2 separate regions of the Zea mays genome follow, and region 2 is linked to region 1. The links are chromatin contacts, called in public Hi-C maps. All regions are on one chromosome and are shown on one strand. Each heading gives the region's core, a stretch centred on a gene start, on an enhancer-like site or on the middle of the called end of the contact. The rest is flanking DNA. Distances are from core to core; before and after follow the strand shown.

Evidence for each region. Hi-C and Micro-C count contacts between places; a contact is called where the count stands out from the background.
Region 2: a Hi-C map of bundle sheath shows a contact between it and region 1, with 2.3 times the contacts expected there. The contact joins the promoter of LOC100282245 here to the enhancer-like site in region 1. A contact is called at or near these places in 4 of 25 Hi-C or Micro-C datasets (bundle sheath, ear, leaf and 1 more).

Annotation. Positions count from the first base shown.
Region 1 is chr8:97,867,499-97,871,894 of Zm-B73-REFERENCE-NAM-5.0, reverse strand. It overlaps the pseudogene LOC103637117. Among protein-coding and RNA genes, the nearest start is that of LOC100193109, 73 kb to the right of the region's middle. Within about 2 kb of position 2,679, at least 19 of the 20 cell types and tissues checked have an H3K27ac peak or open chromatin away from gene starts, as enhancers often do. A contact at or near this core is called in bundle sheath, ear, leaf and 1 more, where this site is marked.
Region 2 is chr8:98,067,829-98,072,145 of Zm-B73-REFERENCE-NAM-5.0, reverse strand. LOC100282245 (pleckstrin homology domain-containing protein 1) reads left to right here and starts at 2,489. Exons shown (of 1, transcript NM_001155157.2): 1 at 2,489-3,393. The coding sequence starts at 2,679. The coding sequence ends at 3,179. LOC103635584 reads left to right here. Exons shown (of 5, transcript XM_035961736.1): 5 at 1-225.

The DNA.
Region 1 (4,396 bases), core at 1,430-3,929:
CTGCTGACATTTGCTTGCTTCCGTAGGGGGTTTGAGAGCAACCGACGTCATGGGCGCACGCGGGGAACCATCATTACCCGTTGCCGGAGTAACCTTAGATGGGACACCGGTCTTGTTCCTTCATAGCCTGAGGTAGCTAGCTAGGAGTAGGGTAATGATGCATCCCCTGTAGAGTAGTCGGTCCGAGGCTGAGGTCGGGCGAGGCAAAGACTTCTCCTGAGGCCGAGGCCGAGGCCTGGGGTCGGGCGAGGCGGAGACCTTCTCCCGAGGCCAAGGCTGAGGCCAAGGCCGAGGCCTGAGGTCGGGCGAGGCGGAGACCTTTTCCCGAGGCCGAGGCTGAGGCCGAGGCCGGAGGTCGAGCGAGGCGGAGCTCCGTGTTGGGCCCGAGGCCGAACTCATGGAAGATCGTGACTCAGTTTTACCCTGGTGGTTGGCACGACAGTCGGAACGGGGTGAATAGCGCTGTTTTCCTGTCAGATCGGTCAGTAAAGGGGCGAAGTGACTGCAGTCACTTCGACCTTACCGACTGAGGCACGCGTGTCAGGATAAGGTGTCAGGCGATCCCCGCATTGAATGCGCATGCGATACGGTCGGTTGGTAGGGCGATCCGGTCGAGGTCGCTGCACAACGAAGTCTGCTCAAGCTGGGCTTCAGGCGAGCCGAGGGTGCGCTCACTACCTGAGGAGGCCCTCGGGCGAGGCGTGAATCCGCCCGGGACTTCTGTTCCCGCCCGAGGCCGAGGCTGGGCTCGGATGAGGTCGCGTCCCTTGGTAGACGAGGTCCTGACTTGAACCGCGCTTTATCAGCTGTTTATGGTTTGTTCTGAAGATGTTTTCCGGCCGCGTTTAGGAGTATTGGGGGTACCCCTAATTACGGTACCCGACAGTACTGCTCTATGTGCTTTAACTTATGGCGTTCCTCCTATGTTCCCTCCCCCTATGATTCTCTCGCATATGGTGTTTGTGCTCCTTTTCATCCTTCCAAGACATGCGGCCTACAACCAGTTTGTGTTCTTCGTTGCATCACAGTTCCAACGACGATGGGATTGGACTAAGACAGAGGATTAAAGGCTTGCAAGTACACATATACCTTTATGAATTTTACATTTTTTGTAAATCAAGACATTTTGTGAGTTCGTATATTTATACGTGCACACGCGGTTAATGTACTTTGTTGACATTATTGAGAGCAACGGCGATTGACCTCTTGGGGCCAAATAGAGCCAAGGTCACACACAACTCCACTGTTGAGCATCCTCGCCACAATAGCGCCAAGCAGCTCAAGGATCGATCCATGAGCAACCAAAGAGTCACCTTCTTTAAAGACAGTTACAACGCTTGTCCGCAGCCCGACCAAGCGACTCACATGATGTTATGCTGCTCTAGGCACGATTACTCCAACTCCGACAATGGGAACAAACGATCCCGCCTCAACATGAAGGACAATTATAGCTCGGCATCATCCAATAGTGTTGAACCAACACACCCTATTATATGGTACTCGTGGATGACAATAATTGTATGGTCGATCGAGATAGAAGAGTACATATTTTTAGATAATAGGAGAAAGTCTGACTTTAGCTTTCTTAAGAAAAAACATGATACCATCGTTGCACTAATTTATTATAAATTTGAAACTAAAATTCTATACGTAACTGAAAGACTGTCTAGTACTAGATATGAAGATACATATAATAGGCAGTAAAAAGGACCACGAAGCCAAAACATGAAAACAAGCATTATATACTTATATAAACAAAATCAATAAGAACCCGTTTGTTTCCTTTCATTTTAAGGAATTGGAATTTAACTAATACAATAGATTATTTTTTTAGAATGTGACATTCCACAACTTTCCAAAGTATATATATAAGCTTATCTCAAATTCATGAGGTGAGAGATGAAAATTAATTCTATAGATTTAAATGCTACTTTTCTAATATACAATTTATAGCACACTCTTCTACTTATTTCTCTATAACATAAATATAGTGTATAACTATCTATCTGGTTTAGTATAATATATAAATACATTACATATATATATATATATATATATATATATATATATATATTAACTCAATTAGTTTGTGTAAATTATAATTATTAGAATAAAATTCAATTCCAACGAAACAAACGAGGTTTAAGGGTACATCCCATTATGTTGTGTTGTAATAGCATAGAGTAAATGTTCTACACTAACGTGTACTGCGCCACTGTCAGTGTACGCCATCAGGAATAGCAACAGCTAACAAGAGGCCAAAATATTAATCGCGAACAAACAAAGTCGTAATAAAAGTCAGATCCGAATTCCCGTCCACAGTACTAATCATGTGGGGTATCAAACACGCACTCCTCGTACGAGAAAAATGACAGAGAAACAACAGGTTGGCCCTTTGAAATCTTTAGGAACCCTGCCGATTTATTCGTGGCCCCGTACGTTGTGCATGTGATGATGGTTTGGAAAAAAAAATCGGTATTGTTGGTCCTGCTGTACCTGTACGTCCGTGCGTCCGGACGGACGAACGCTACGGCCGCGTGAGGTGCGCTTCTACTACAGCCGTCGGAGAGCTTTGCGCCAGCAAGATCTGCACCGGCGAACTGCGCGCCGCCACCTCACCGGTGAGCCCTGGGATGCCAAGAGACGGATCGGCACTACCTGCTCCCCATTTCTGAGTGTTTTCGTGGGCTGGATGCTTTGGGCCTGCACATCTCAGCCTGCTAGTAGGGTCAACTCCAGTACGGTGCAGAGTGCTTCTTTCAGAGTGCTTCTTCTCATGTATATCACTAATAACGAGTGGGCCTGCGTTTCTGTACCATCGTCATCTTCTGCAGCTTACGATCGTCGATCGTCATCTTCTGCACGGCCAGTTTGCATGCCGGTATTGGCTGTTGCTGTCAGGCACGCACAGCCACACACGCAGGAGTGGCGCTGGTGCTTTGCAAATACAAGATAAGCAAATAATCAAAACCACAAAAACGCATGTCATTCACCTCCCAACAACCTGGAAACTGCATAAGGGCTACTTACCCATGTAGTCTGATTCCTCGTTGAGCTGTTGCACATCAAGGCAAACTGCATTCAAGATTATTTCTCAGCTGAAAAAACCAAATGTAAATAAACTAAACTAATGAGTTGCTTATTTGTAGTACATGCGCATTTGGACGCATGGATAGATGTTTATCATATGAAAGAAAGAAAGAAAGAAAACCCCCCTCTGTAAGGCTGTAAGTAAAGTTCAAGAATTGTAGTCTTTTCCCATATACTGCATCCACACTGCTGCTTCGAAAGAGCGAACCCGCTTTAAAAGCTTAACAATTTAGAACCAAATCCATCTTGTTTCTATGGAATCAGCTGTTCATGGAGAAAGAGTGAAACAAAAAGGAGCTACATATCACTCTAGCAACAGCAACAAATTAAGGAAAAAATACTTACTGTAGCTTTGATTTGTCCACTAAAACAATAGCAATGCAGTGCCCAGATAGCAAAGCAATGTCATATGCGGTGATGGACCTGCACTGTGGGAAAGCCATAAATTGTGTGTGTGTGTGTGGGGGGGGGGGGGGGGGTGGAATAGTTTGAAAACCAATATATGATGTACATGTAGTGCAGAAGATGTTGCTATCTGTTTCGAGCATACTTGAACACTGATTTCAGCATCAAATGCCTTCCCAGATAGCTCATCCACTCGATTGATAGATATCATCTTGCAATTGCTCCTGCAAAATGACAATTTTTTTTAGAATATTACTAATGTCAACTTCATAAACAATAACTGACTGAAATCTTGTTTAACAGATATGCTAACTCAACCGTCCAAATCCTGCAAACAGAAGCGTTAAACAGCATTAGTTTCTCAGGCTTGTACTACTGGTTGAAATTTGAAGACATTATTGAAGTACAAGTTTCAGCTAGCCCACAACATGTCATGTGTGTCTGTCAACAACCGAAGTGAGTATTCTGTATTCGTTTATTGTTGAGTTGACATGCATAATGCTTAAATAGAACAATTAAGGTAGCCATATTCATGTAGCTTTTGTTCTTGTAAGTATACCTGTATTTGTTTTGAATGAAGAAGATATTGCATTTTTCTGATCTTATGACTATTCAGGACCAAATATTCTCTTATGATCATTGGACAACAGTCATTTAGCTCTGTACTACTACATTTTTTTTCCTTCTACCTTTTGAATGTGCCATGCTTAGGGCCACCAAATCAAGCTGACATCCATTTCTTTAGTTCTGCCGTACAGTTAATTGCACGTAAAACTGTAATGTTCCAGTCCTAGAGAGATAACCTCGTGGTGTGGCAGAGCCTCTCGAGGTCGAGGTCGAGGTCGGCAATGCTGTCGCAACGATCAATACCCAGCGTCTTAAGCACCATGAGCACGCAAGT
Region 2 (4,317 bases), core at 1,240-3,739, 200 kb before region 1:
CCTTAGTTTAGGTCACTTTTATAAACGTAAACACTAGCAAACTCATTAGTTCACAGATTATATTAATCAGCAAATATTAAAATCATTTAGTCAAATGGACTGAGTTCTATTTTCTTGCAAAATACTATATCCATTCTCGAATATTTGTCTCTGACTAGTTTTTTTTTCATTTAGTCAAATGGACTGAGTTCTATTTTCTTGCAAAATACTATATCCGTTCTCGAATATTTGTCTCTGACTAGTTCTTTTTTGAACTAAAACAAAGTCTTGTAGTCCTACATGTGCACGCATAAAATAATATAATCATAAGGCTGGTTTGGTGGACTCGAAAATAAAGGTTATCCATGGAGTAAGAATCTCCTCGCTGACCTAAGTGTGCGAGGACAACATGCATTGCGGTAACACAGACACGACACATGGTAATAGTCCTGCAGCAAGTGAAGCTTGGCCTCAGATAATCGAGCCAACGAACGAGGGACATAATAGGAATCTGGATGCTTTTCTAGGAATCCGGATGCTGAGAAAATCTGACTGTGTAGAGAATTTAAGTATCATGAAGAATACATGCGGAAGAAGATAAAATAGTCTATAGGGTTTATATTGTAGAAAGTAACAGTTTCCTATTATTGGAATGACTCGGCCGATTTTGTTTTCAAGTTTATTTTGGACGGTTTTGACTAAAGTGGTTCTTATATAAGCGGATTAAAAAGCTGGGCGTTTGGCAGTCTGCAGCAGTTTCTGGTGGCCATAGCTGAAAACAATGGTGGGTCCAGGATTTGAAACATGAGTATTCAAAATTATTAAGGGAAAAATTTGGTATGTATAATACCATATAAAGTCTTACAATTTGATACTTATAATACCACAACATATTACATATTTATATATTAATAATTTTATAGCATACGCATTGAAATGGAGTATTAGATGAGCATAAGATTGATAAACTAGAGTTATCTTTTATATTAATTTTTTATTGAAATCTTGGTATTCATTTGAATACCCTTGTCATTATATTGAACCAGCCCCTGACTGAAAAAAGTTGAAATAAACATGGCCGATGCGGCTCCAACGTCGGGGCGAGGGTAGCGGTGGTGGTAGCAAAAGACACTTCTATCGATTCATTTGTCCTAGCAAGCCACTGCCTAAAAAGCATGAAATGGGAGTATGTGCAAACTATTACCATCACATGAACGAGGAGCAGAACTCGAAATTTTGGTCTCTAGGCAATTCACTACTTTGTATGAATAATGAAAAGATAAAATTTCAAGACCTCAAGCACAAAGATGCATCAGCTAGACCTTGATATACACGTGTCTTATTCTTTTGCCACACGATATCTGTCAGACTTAAGCTAAATTTATGATACCCTTGCAATAGCTCAATATTTTACTCGATCTTACAGTGGATTAAAACTTATTGCCAACTATTTTCTAGACAAAAACTATTGTGTAATCAATCTTGTTGTAAAATTATCGTACAAATAAACTACTCAAAGTCATAAAATCTTAATATAATTTTTTTACTATTTTTAATCCTCCAGGTTGGAGAGAATTTTCTATTTTTATATTAACATGAGATGAATTAGAATTTAAAATTTGATATATTAATAGAGTGAATAATAAAATATATCTATACATTTTTAGATTTTTTTAATAAGTCTTGTTAGTTTGATTGTACTGCACACAAATTTTTGCATATTATGTATGTGAAACCAACGAGAATTTTTTTGCATACTATGTATGTGAGATCAACTAGAAAATTGTTGTACATTTTTTCCTGGGCCTCTTTAGATCCTTTTGTTTTAAAGAAATTAAAATCTATTTTATAGATTCTGCTATTTTGTTTAAAAAATTGCATCTTACGATTTTTCAAAAATCAAATATAAATATTAATCTATCTTAAATTTGACAACAACTGTTGTGTAATCAAGATTTTTCTATAATCGTTGTGCAATCGAACTACTAAAAACATAAAAATCGATGTACTTCATTATTTATTGTATCAATATATAAAATTTTAAATTCTAATTCACTTATGTTAAAGATAAAATGGAGATAATTTTATCAATAGAACTTTTTTACATATCTTAATATATGGTGATTTAAAACTTAAAATTTGATATATTTATGTACTAAATAATAAAATATATTTACAGTTTTCTAAGATTTTTTAATAAATTTTAACCGTATAAAGGTATGTAAATCTTAATTGCATAATATTTTTGTTTTTAGAATTTTAGAACAATAAGATACAAATAATTACATAGATTCTTATATTTACCTACAATTTATCCTATAAAAAATAAATATATTATCTATTTACCTATCGTAATAAGTAATATCTTCGTTGTCGAATATTTATCGTTGTATCGTTTATTTTTAACTAAATTGAGACCAATAAAAAAAGAGTACAATTAAAGAAATATAAAATATATATTAATATCAGATAGATGCCGATTAATATAGATTATTTTCCGATTCCTCCCGATTTTTGGAAAGCGAAGGAAAACTTTCGATTGTATTTGTGGCCGTCAGGTCGGATGATTCCTGCTTCTCCGATCCTATCACATCGCGCACTACCTTCCAGCGAATCCATCACGGAAGAAATTGTTCCCCACCCACCCTAGACTCGCCGCCGTCGCAACTCCCACCCGATCCCCAAATTCTCCGGCGGTGATGGCCAGCCTGTGGCGCGCCGTGATGGATAGCGTCAGCGGCTCCTCCCCCTCGGCGCTGGACGCGGCCCCAGGTAGCGGCGTCGAGTTCTGGCACGGCGCAGAGCGCGCTGGGTGGCTAAATAAGCAGGGCGAGTACATCAAGACGTGGAGGCGGCGGTGGTTCGTGCTGAAGCAGGGGAGGCTTTTCTGGTTCAAGGACCCTGCGGTGACACGGGCCTCGGTGCCCCGCGGCGTCATCCCCGTCGCCACCTGCCTCACAGTCAAGGGCGCCGAGGACGTGCTCAACCGCCAGTTCGCCTTCGAGCTCTCCACGCCTGCCGAGACCATGTATTTCATTGCGGACTCCGAGAAGGACAAGGAGGAGTGGATTAACTCCATCGGTCGCTCCATCGTCCAGCACTCCCGCTCCGTCACCGACGCAGAGGTCGTTGACTACGACAGCCGCCCCCAGCCCCCGCCGCAGCTTATGACCAGCGAAGAGAGTGCACCAGCAGCTTAATGGCGTGGTGATTCCTGTGAACTCTCTCGATATGGATCTGACTTGTAGCATATGTATTTCCAATTCCATGTGATTGTGGCCTTGTGCCGACGTTCCTCACTCTTGATTATGTAGCAGTATATTAACTATCAACGACATGGTCTGGTATGGTAATAAGCGAGTTAATAAGCTGTGCTTTCGTTTATAGTTTGTTTTATATGTATATACTATACTACGATTTGATCTTGGTATACCCTAATTTACAAGGTGGTTGAAGTCTGGCTAGTTTTTATTTTTTTTAACAGTTTTGAAGTTTTGGCCCCAATTTCAGAAATTGTAAGAGATTTTAATCATTCAGTATCCCATTCCTCTCGCCTTTTGTTGTGTTTGACTTGTTCTATTCTAATGGAATTGTATTGAGTCGCATAGGATTGCTTAACTGACTCCGCATTTTTGCAGAAGATTCCCCAGTTTTGGCTAGTTTGGCAACAACATTTTCTCAAGGGATTACCATTTTCCCAAATGAAAACGAACTAATTTCTCTTGGGAAAATGAAAATCCATTGGAAAAATGAGGTTGTCAAACTAGCATTTAGATCCTAGCTCTGACTCTAGCGCTCTTATGAAGTTTCTGTCCTAGAAGTAGAAACACAAACACTGATGAAGTGCTGAATGTGCTATAATATGCTTATTAACCATGAAGTAAAACTGTTAAAGAACCATGTATCATGATGTCTTATGTTGTAATCTGAAGTGGAAGTTTTCTGTAGTGAATTGGTGTATGCAGTACTCCTCGAGTGCCAACATGCGCTGTGTTTATTTGTGCAGTTATGGAAATTTTATGTCATTAGGCTATCTCTAGCAGCTTACTCATCCCCGTCTCTTATTTTAAACTCCACTCTATAAACAGTGCTTTGCACAGCCATATGCACGATCTTCTGGCTATAGCCTTAGAAACTACAGTAAAAGGATGGATCCTTCCTCTATCCTTTGTGAATTATGTTTAAAAGTCAACTGGTGCTAATATTGCACAGTATCTTATATGTTATCCTTCTATTCATCAGTGGCCTGTGATCATGTTTATTTGTTTCCTGCCTTGTAGGTTGATGACGCTGCTTGGTAATAAGTCTGGTTTTCTTATGCATTTCTGTTAGCTCGTT